Linked DNA regions of Arachis hypogaea: region 1 is linked to region 2. A link is a contact called in public Hi-C data. All regions are on one chromosome and are shown on one strand. Each heading gives the region's core, a stretch centred on a gene start, on an enhancer-like site or on the middle of the called end of the contact. The rest is flanking DNA. Distances are from core to core; before and after follow the strand shown.

Region 1 (5,463 bases), core at 375-2,874, 130 kb after region 2:
TTCATTAGGATCAGCAGTACTGTGCTGATGTTGATGCTCTTCTGTTCTGCTATGTTCACCAGTCATATCCTCTCTTCCCCTTCCTTCTTCTTTCTCCAGTTTCATCCTTTCGAACATCAGCTAATCATTAAAAAGAAAAATTGAATCAATATCATATTTTAAAAAGCTTCCCTGATACCATTATATCCTGATACCAGTATAATCTCAACGAGGTAAATCTTGATATGTGTACGAAAAATAAGCAGACACATGATTCCACATTCTCTTTATGATTACTTCAACACCATATAAACCTTAACTTGTTTGTGTATTTAAAATGTTTTTAACAGCTTTCAATACCAAAATACGAAGGTGGAAAACATTGATGCTGAAGTGCTCATATGAAATCATTAATTGTCATTAATATTTCCAAGAAAGAGAATTGGTTTTAACTGTCAGCAGAGACTAGTCTGTAATCTAAGTGAAGGAAGAAGTAACGGTTATATACCTTAGTAGCGCGAGGTTCCAAGTAAACAGAATTGGCAAAAACAGTGAAAAGTGCAGCAATAAGGTTATAAGCTTGAAATATCTCAGCTTTACGAGAGAGCGCCTTGGTCCTATGGCCAAAGACATGGCCCACCAAAGCCATCCCAGTACTATAAGCCATAGCTTTGAAATATACAGGGTATATCTTACTTTGTACCACCGCAAATTGTTGTCTCGGCATAACCCTCGACAGCACATAGCTTGAGAAGAAAGTAACCCAAACACACAGTCCATAAGCAGTTGCAAACCCCATCAAATTTGCCACACCCATTAATGAATCCAAATAGTCCATGGATCCCAAATATTCAGCAGCAACTCGCCTCATGGCTACCCGAACCCCCAAAAGCATATCATTTCCTTCCGTGACGTTCATAACCACATCATTCCTGAGGGTTTGCCCTTGTTCTTTTGCCTTCTCCACAGCTTCTTTTGTATACTCCTTTGCATCATGAGCTTTATCGTAAACGGTTTCTTTGGCCTTCTCAACTACACCACGCGCCGCCTCTTTCTTCCTTGCCAACGACTCTCTCTCTAGGTCTATAACGTCATGGGCTTTGTCTTTGGCTTTATCCACGGCACTGGCTATCTTATGCTTGCACTTTCCGTAGGCATCACAAATGAGGTCCTTGGAAGCGTGGAGGAAGGCGGCATCATGTGCTTGGGAGGATAATCCTTGTCCCACGTTAGGGAGAACGGATGCCGCCTCCTTCATCTTCTCCTTGGCGGTGTTGAGAAGAACACCACCGGGGTCGGATTCTGCGTGCTGCTCCGGTGAAATGGAGATTTTGGTGTTCTGATGACCATCTCCATCAAATTCAACAACGACAACCCGATGGCCTTCTTTGACAATGGTGCTTTCCGCTTGCTTTTGATCTGCGGACGGCGTGGGAGAGAACAGGCCTGCTCCTGCAAGAGAAGTCAAAAACAGACTCAACGCTAATACGTTCATCATTGTTACTATTGGAAATGAAAAATGGACTTTGAAGGTTGAACGATGTGATGGGATTGTTGTATATACGATGTCGCAGATTGGAGATTTGTTTCGGTTTTTGGAATATGCAGAAGTCGGTGGTTTGCAACACTCCAATGTAACTGACACGTTGTATGGAGGAATAGAATCAGGTGGCAACACGTGTTATAGCTCTACCTGAAGTGGCCACGTAACCCTTACCGTGTCGAGATCAAAGGGGTCTGTTTGCTGGATGAGTGTGAGTGCGCTACCATAACATTCCACTGTTTTCTTAGTGAATCGATCTCTTAACTCTTGTCTTATATTTTTACTAGAGGGTTGAATAATCCATTTTTAAACGTTAAAAATAATAAAAATATATTTAATTTGTTTTTTTTTAATGTATTTTTAATATTTGAAAATATAAAATTATATTTCTATTAAATATATAATTTTAGTTATTTAAATTTTTATTAAATTAATAATTTATTTTTATATAGTATTAAATATAAAATAAATTATTATTTTAAAATTATTAATTGTAGTTATATTGATTTATCCCTAAGAAATAATATTAAAAAAATTAAATAATTAATTTATTATTCATTAACACCTTTAATTCAGTAAATACATAATAAGTATTAAATAAATATACTTGTTCAATCTTAAATTTTTAGAATTAAATTGACCTACTTTTAGTATTATTTATTATACTTGACTTCTTTAAACATCATCTTCTTATTTTTTTACCCATATTATGAAATTATTTTTTATTAAAATTTATTAATAAAATTTTATTCTTGAAAAAAAAGACAATATAAAAAATTTTATTTTCATGTTTTCAAGATGTCTATGCAAATTAGTTAGAAAATAAAAAATTTGACAACAATATTTAAAAAATGAAAGAGTTGACAGTGTTAAAAAACTAAAAAAAAAAAACGGTAAAAAAGAACAAAAAATAAGTTTGTATTAATTTTTGAAGAAGTACTTTTTTTTATTTTATAAAAAAATGTTTAATAAAAAATTATTTTTGTTTAGATAATTTTTTAAGAAAAATTTTAAATATTAAAAATATTTTTTATTTATATTTTTTTAAAAGTAAAGTATTGTTAATTTTTAAAAAATGTAAATAATTTTTTTAAAAAAATACTTTTTTTAAAGATGTATTTAAATAAATTTTAAATTAAATAAACATATTTTATTTAAAAAAATTATTTTTTTACTAAAAAAAATCCAAATTAGCATTAAAAATGATCAAAGATAAAATATATAATACAATTTAAAAATGTAAATACCATCTAAATTATATAAATTAATAAATAAAATGTTTAATTTATTTATTCATAAAATATTCTATTTTTTGTGCTACAATCATAATTATATTGAATTATCACTATCTACTGAATAAAGTTATTATTTATTTACTGTGCTAATTACATCGTTATCTTTTCTTTATCAATCAATGCAGTGACAATTTGTCTTCATCTTAACGTTGCAAAATACCATTTGAAATCATAATGAAAAAACAACAAAAGAAAGCAGATAAAATTGCATAAATAAATATATGCGTATAAAAACGTGAGTTAGATTTTCACCGAACTTCTCACCCAAATAGTTCCCCACCGCCTGTATTATATTGGTCAAATTCTAAATTTAGCAGCTATCATACATATTAATAAATTGACTCAACCACTATTTAATAAGCTGATTATTTTACTTCTTTCTTACTAAGATATTCTTTATGGAGAGATTATATCCTTATCTCTTCTCTATCTATAAATGCGAGAGTTTGAATTCAATTTAGTATAGTTGCAAGATACCTTGCAAAATCATAATAAATTAATAAAAAAAAAATCACAAAGGAAAGCAGATAAAGTGAACATAGAAATAGGTATAACAACATTCAATGACAGTCTAACGTTGGAGCCTCTCATCAAAATGGTCACCCACTTATATTAGTTAAATCTAAAGTTTAACTGATATTATACATAGATAGACTTAATTACTATCTCATAACCTGATTTTATTTCCATGCTTCTATGTAGGCATCTGATTTAATATTTAGAACACCAAAAAATACTCTATTTTTATTTTTTATTTGATTATTTTTTAATATTTTATTTATATAAATGCTCTTTTTTATTTTTTTATAAAACTTTATTTTATTTTATTTTATTTTTTATTCTGTATTATAATTTTATTAATCTTACTAAAAAGAATGAATTCAATAAAATTAATATAAAATAATATTAAAATTATAAATAATAAAAAATTATAATTGAAAGAGTACTAAAAAATATAAGAGTACTATAAAAAAATATTAAAATTTATTTAAATATTTAAATATTTAAAATAAAATAATTATTTAAATTTGTATCTTTTTCAAAAAAAATTTATCTAAAAATAATTTTAAATAGTATATTCAAACAACGTTTAATTTATTATAATTTATTTTAATATAAAAATTATCAAACATAAATTCCTCTGACACCAATTTGTTTTTAATAAAAATAAATTTTATAAAATCCATTTTATACAAATTTTTATTTATAAACTTTTAATTCAAACACATATTAAGCCACTTCTTTTAAATTACTAATAAATTTAAAAAAATAAAAGTTTTATGATTAAATGTATTACTCAACCTCATTAGTATTTTAAAAATTATATATAGATACAAAATTTAATAATAAAGGTACATATATAAAGATGTAGAATAATGATATATTTATATCATCGAACTTGATTCATATCTACTATAATGAAATTAAATTTATATTTATAATCATGATTTTAGTGGATGATAATTAAAAAAGAGGTAAAAAAAATCCAAATCTATCTATTTCTCTAGAATTACAAATATATATTATTATAAAAATTATTTATATGATAGTGCTATCTAATTTTTTTAGACTTTATTTGTTACATCATATAATAATATAGGTTATTACACATTTAAATATTTTTCATTTTAAGTTTATTTAAGTAGTCCAACACCAACAAAAATCATTTAGACTCAGCGTGATTATATGCTTATCTTCTTCTCACGTTCATTTACGGATGGAGCTTCTTTTTCTTTTCACGCTGATTTATGTACAGAGCATCTTCGCGTTTCTCCTCCTATTCATTCTTTTTCGCCTTCCTTTCTAATTTTTTTTGTTGTTGTTGCTGTATTTCTTTCTTTCTTTTTCTTCTTCTTTTCCTGGTGAAGAAGCGAATGTGAAGAGGAAGAGTTTGAATGGTGTAGAACAGAAATGAATCAAAATCATATTTAGAAATAAACCCAAAATTAAATTCAGAATGTAAACTCGTTTCAAAACAAGCACAGACTAAGTGCACCTTGTTAGGAAATTATTTGATTTCCTAACTTATTTATGGGCAATACATATATTAATTATAATCACAAATTATGCTATTTCAAATTAAATGACTTATATAATGGTGATCTCATTTATTGTTATAAATGCTAAATTGAATAAGTCATTATTACTTTTGATTTGGAATTAAATGAGAATAAAACCGGATATTATCTTTTGTTCCTTAGATAATTATCTTTTTGGATTTTAGATATATTATCTTTTGGGCTTTAGATACTATTTTATTTGGGCTTAAGGGTTTAATGGGTGCCATGCTCAAATATAAATAGACCTTCAGGGTTTCGGTCCCCAATATACCAAAGCCGCCTTTGTTGCTCTTTCCCCATCAAAAGAGTTACAGTACAGCCTCCTAGGAATACAGAAGGCTTTGGTTGAGGAAGATCGAAAGAACCACAAGATCCAAAATCTTCCAATCATAATTCATGTTTATGAATTCAGGTACGCTTCCGCATTATGTTATTTTTGGTGATTCAATATGAATGATCTGGGTTATGAAAATTAATTTATTCTCACAAGTGGTATCGGAGCCATCCATAATTTAATCATCGAAAATATTCGATTTTTATTTTTCTATTATCGAATCAATATATATATGTATCAATGTATGTTGTT
Region 2 (5,474 bases), core at 2,018-4,517:
ACACAAACAAATTGCAATTCACTAATTCAGTGAAGCAGTTCTAAATAGCTGTGATGTAAGACAATAGTCTCATACTTCTCTCTATATTATATAAAACACGTCTGCTAAGAAAACATGTTATACTTTTTGGAACACACGAGAATAAAACGGGTACCCCCAGTGCTCCAAGCTCTGACAATTGTGGGGTTGGAGAGGGTTTTATGTATGTGGCCTTAACCCTAATAGAGAGACTGATTTTGTGACACAATCTGAAGATCACCTTCCCCATTTTTGTTATAGTTTTCCTCCCGTAAACTAATAAATGATAGCCCCTAGATGGAAGAGTATAATTTAACTTTCTGAAACCTGTAAATTTTCCAAGTTTAGATCGTTGTCCAACATATCCTAGGATAATATTTCCAATATCTATTTTATGTGTTGTTTGTTTTGAATGGCAGTATGGAGGTGGATTAGCAGAGTATGCCGTTGCTAGTGAGAGCTTAACTGCTATCAGACCAGCAGAAGTATCGGCTGCTGAAGCAGCAGCTCTACCTGTTGCCGGTCTCACTGCTCGTGATGCCCTCACTGAAATTGCAGGAGTCAAGCTTGATGGGTCTGGCCAGCAAAAGAACATATTGGTAACTGCTGCTTCGGGTGGTGTAGGTCATTATGCTGTTCAACTAGCAAAACTAGGGAACACACATGTGACAGCCACTTGTGGGGCTCGCAACATCGAGTTTGTTAAGGGCTTAGGAGCTGATGAGGTTCTTGACTACAAGACTCCAGAGGGGGCAGCCCTAAAGAGTCCATCAGGCAAGAAATATGATGCTGTGATACATTGTACAACCGGAATACCATGGTCAACTTTCAGTCCTAATTTGACTGAAAATGGGAAGGTAATCGATTTGACACCTAATGCGAGTTCTTTGTGGACATTTGCTGTGAAGAAAATTACTTTTTCCAAGAAGCAGCTGGTGCCATTCTTCGTTACTATCAAGCGGGAGGGCCTGGAGCATATGGTTCAGTTAGTGAAGGATGGGAAAATCAAGACTGTTATTGACTCTAGGTTTCCTTTGAGCAAAGCTGAAGATGCTTGGGCTAAGAGCATTGATGGCCATGCTACTGGAAAAATCATTGTGGAGACATAAGCTCTGTTTGCTTGCAGTTTCAATATTTCTGTGTATCCATGTATGGTACAAGGTATATAGAAGTGAATAAGCAGCATATGCTATGCTGCTGTTTTTATGTATTCTAGTGTTTGGAGTGTGTCATTCCTTTGCTGTTTGTAAATGGTAAGATCTTTTTTTTTTTTGGGGTGTGTGATATAAGATGCTTTATTAGGGAAATCACTCAAGTCTTTTACCTGGATTTTATTTGTTTTATTTTATTTATTTTATTTTCATTTTTGGGGTGCTTGTGTTAGTATGTAAAAACAGTTTATCTCTGCTGTTAAGCACTTTCCGCTGTTTAGTTTATTGCATACGAATTTTAGTAAAAGGGTTTGCTAAAAGTTTGAGGCTTCTCACTTGAAAAGCATATTTTGACAGCATGAGAATTACAAAATAGTTATACTATCACAAACTATGTACTTATGATACACTTTACTCATGTTGAGGTTTCGTTTGGATGTAAGATGTCTCAAAACTTATACATTAAGCTAGCTAGTTCTTTTAATCATAAGAACACGACATTTTCGTCCAATCCAATTACTTGTCCATGGTGGATCTCTAGACACAACATGGTATCCTGCATTTGTGTACAATTTGCGTGCACCAAGATCTTCTTCATAAGCCCGAAGTGCAAGAAACTCATGACCCCACAGAATGGAAAGCTTGTCACACGCTTCCAACAATGCAGTAGCTATTTTCCTCCTCCTGTAGTCACCAGTTAGTTTCATAAATACACACTTAACAGCACAATGAAAACCAAATAAACGAAGTCTATATTAGATTTCACTTAGCTACCTGAATGTTTTGGAGACTGCTATTCCTGATATGTAAAGGTACTCTTGTGCTTCAGCAGGAAGATGTTGAAGCACATCTCGGTCTCTTAAGACAGTGACATCTATGACCCCTACAAGTTGTTTTTGTGAATCTGCATCTTCTGTGGCTGCCTCAGCCACCAAACAAGCATACCTACACAAACACCAATGATCAATTCTTGATATTTCTCTCTCTTTTATTATCTTTAGAAGTTCAGATGTTCACAAATTTACCTATTGGGAGGTGAGTTATTAAGCTTGTACATGAGCCCAGAAAGCACTTCCGCCTACTTGCATATTGTAAATGCATCAAATTCACAGTGAACTAACGAAGTGATTTCTTTTAGAATTTAATTTTGATACGCGTAAAACAGTTTTGCACGGAACGCTAGCTACATCAATAATACTACTTGAATGAATAGTAAAAAAAACTAATGCAATTGAATGAGTACAAAAAATATTTTACATAATCAGAGTATCTGGTTGAAAAAGAAAAAGAAAAATAAGAGAAGCAAAAGATTGACCTTAAAGAATTGAAAGAACAAGTCATTAAAAAGAGCCACAGGCTCATGGAACGCTTCTGCCTGAATTAGAGCGGCTTTCTTTGTCTCATCTTTATTCTCAACAAGCCTCCTTACCTTCCATCCATATTCACATACCAAATACTCGAGTTGCTGCTTAAGCTTCTCACCAGCGTTCTCAATCTGCTGCTGCAGACTCAAATTCTGATCTGCACGAGATAACTGAGAAGTACTACTTGTGGTGGTGCATTGCAACACAAAGCCGCCGCTACTCCTTCTCACACTACTGCAACATGCATTTCTGGAAACTGCTCTAGAATCAAGAAAGATTTCTGAGCAGAAAAGCTTGTGTGAAGTGGTGGGGTTGCATGCCAGTAAATAAGCCATACATAAATGCAACCAAACAAAGAAAGAAAACAAGATAAGCAAGCTTATACGCTACATAACATAGCCTTCTTGCTGGTGCTGGTGATGTCAGATGCAGGATCCATTACAGGATTCCGAGTGGGACCACCAGTTCTTGCTTTTGTGGACTCTCTTGCTCTCTCTGACTCTGCCTCTCAAATATATAGGCCACGTGGATTCATGCCAGCCAGGGAAAACTGAATGAATGTCATTTCTATATTCGAAGTAGTGATTCTCTTGCTGCTCGTCGTATATAAAGGTTACAGTGATAATTAGAAAATTTGTTACAAATGTAAATAGTTATTTTGATTGATATTTAATTAGATGCATATATAAAATTATTTTATATTAATAATATATTAAAATTAAATTTATATATTATATTTCATTTATTGCATTGTATTAAATTTTAAATAATTTATACTATTTTATTTTAATTAAAAAATTATATTTTAGTAATTTTTGATACGTCTTTTAATATTAGTTCAGATAGTAATTTTTAGGTCTTTTTATATTCTTTATAATTTTATCTTTTTAAAAAATATAATTAGAGTAATTATTTAAATTAGTTTGTAAAATTTTTAAAATTATATATTTTAGTCTTTTAGATTTTAAAATACACAAATTTTTAATATTTTTTTGTTAGATAATACAATCACTTTTTGTTAGTCACTAAAATATTAAAAGCTATTTTGTGTATTTTAAAATCGAATAGACTAAAATATCTGATTTTAAAAATTTCAAAGACTAATTTAAATAATTACTCATATAATTATCGACAACTTAAAAATTCATAATGGTGATCAAGTTTTAATTACTAGACTCTATTAAATTCTAACCATTACATCTATCAATAAAAGATATGCGAGTAAACACTCAATTCGACCCTTATTTATTTTCACGAAAGACAAGGCGATTTCTGTCTAAAAAAGAGATACTCCGGGTCTCAACCTTTTTATTTTGGGACAATACGATTTTTCTATTTAAAAATTCGTTAAATAGTAACGTAAATTAATTTTGTGGAAGTTTTATTTGTAATTTGTGGAGTTTTAAATTCCCACAAACTATTAATAAGTTTGTTTTCAAAAAATTCCTTCACCAGTGGTGGTTAAATGGAAAAAAAAACCATTAATAGACATGATATCGCAAGAAAAAAAATAATTGTAGTACGAAGACTTTTTAAAGGAAAAAAATAGCATTAAATAAGAAACGAAAGAAAATAACATTAATGTTGATAATATTAGTATTGTTGAAAAAAACTTTGTGAAAATTTAAAATTCTCACAAAATACAAATAAAATCTCCTATAAAAATAGTTGTCATTACTATTTGACAGATCTTTTATTAGAGAAGTCATATTATTCTAAAATAATAAAAAAAAATTTGAGGGTTTAGGTGTCTTTTTTTTTTATATAGGAATAGTCCTTTGTGAAAATGGACCAAATTGAATCTTCAATCAAAGATATGCATAGTTTAAATTTAACCAGAACACTAATGTCCAATTTTTAAACGGGAACATTTTAAAAGCGTCCCATTTCATCCATGTGTTATGCGTCCGAAAGTTTGAACCTTTAATAATTTCATCTTCCCGGGATGTCATTTTACGTGGTATCGACGAACTTTCACTTTCAACAAAGTACATATGGCATGATGTATAAAACCAAGTACTTATTCGATTGTTTTAATTTTCATAATACAACTCAAATACTGAAATAGGTAACAAGCTCACAAACACAACACAAATCATATTTTGATATTTCCACAACTGGCAATTTCTTATGCATAGACTTAATTCCCCAAAATCCTGCCGTGGGGCCTTTAACTAACTTCGGATGGGAATTCAAGCTCAGAAACGAAGAACGAGCACTTCTTGTTCATTCAACTTCATCTTTCTAGCTAGTGTATCCATTATTCGATTCCATTTAAGACTCACGGCAAGAAGCCATCCAGTTCAATTATACAAGACAAAATTGAAATCACACAAAGACGCATGGTGTCATATGCCTAAGCAGAAATGATAAGACACTAGCTAGCATTCAGATTGAAAATTGTGCAGACACAACTTGAAATCTGCAGAAGGCAATGGTTATTTCTATTTTGTGATCCAACGTTAACAGCTTGTGAATGAACTCTGCATACATTACAGAATCACAGGGTTTCTACATGTTACCGGTATGGAAAAAAAACCACCAATAATAATAATAACATTCTGTCTTGACATCCAAGAAGCGGGATCCCTTAAGCAAGCATCTACTCCGTGTCCGACACATTCTGGAAATAAGAGCAAGTAAGCAAGTTAAGTTCCCAATCCACTCAGTGCAAGGGCATGCATTGCCCACAAAAGTTACATAATGAGCAATCAAATCAACCAGTATCCCCTGCCACTCAGATTAAAAGTAAAACAAACTACAACCACCAGCATTTAAGCTTCAGTCTTCTCTAGTCATTACCATATACCAGTGGAAGTTCATAGTTCATAAGATGTCCACAATTGAGATTAGAGAAAAGAACAAAAAAGTCCCTGACCTTTTATCTCGAAGGGGATTAAGGCCCAGTTTGGGTAACTAACTTAATTAAGCTCCTTTTGAT

What was found. A called contact is a pair of places that touch in the nucleus more often than the background predicts.
Region 1: a contact with region 2 is called in a Hi-C map of leaf, with 3 times the contacts expected there. The contact joins the promoter of LOC112737429 here to the promoter of LOC112737421 in region 2. A contact is called at or near these places in 2 of 8 Hi-C or Micro-C datasets (both in leaf).

The regions. Positions count from the first base shown.
Region 1 is chr13:15,360,580-15,366,042 of arahy.Tifrunner.gnm2.J5K5, forward strand. It overlaps LOC112737429, which reads right to left and starts at 1,625. Exons shown (of 2, transcript XM_025787336.3): 1 at 488-1,625; 2 at 1-120. The coding sequence starts at 1,477.
Region 2 is chr13:15,224,205-15,229,678 of arahy.Tifrunner.gnm2.J5K5, forward strand. LOC112737421 (GCN5-related N-acetyltransferase 10, chloroplastic) reads right to left here and starts at 3,268. Exons shown (of 4, transcript XM_025787327.3): 1 at 2,485-3,268; 2 at 2,195-2,247; 3 at 1,944-2,114; 4 at 1,535-1,853. The coding sequence starts at 2,868. The coding sequence ends at 1,637. LOC112737420 (chloroplast envelope quinone oxidoreductase homolog) reads left to right here. Exons shown (of 4, transcript XM_025787326.3): 4 at 438-1,489. The coding sequence ends at 1,127. LOC112737423 (MICOS complex subunit MIC10) reads right to left here. Exons shown (of 3, transcript XM_025787329.2): 3 at 4,927-5,156. The coding sequence ends at 5,136.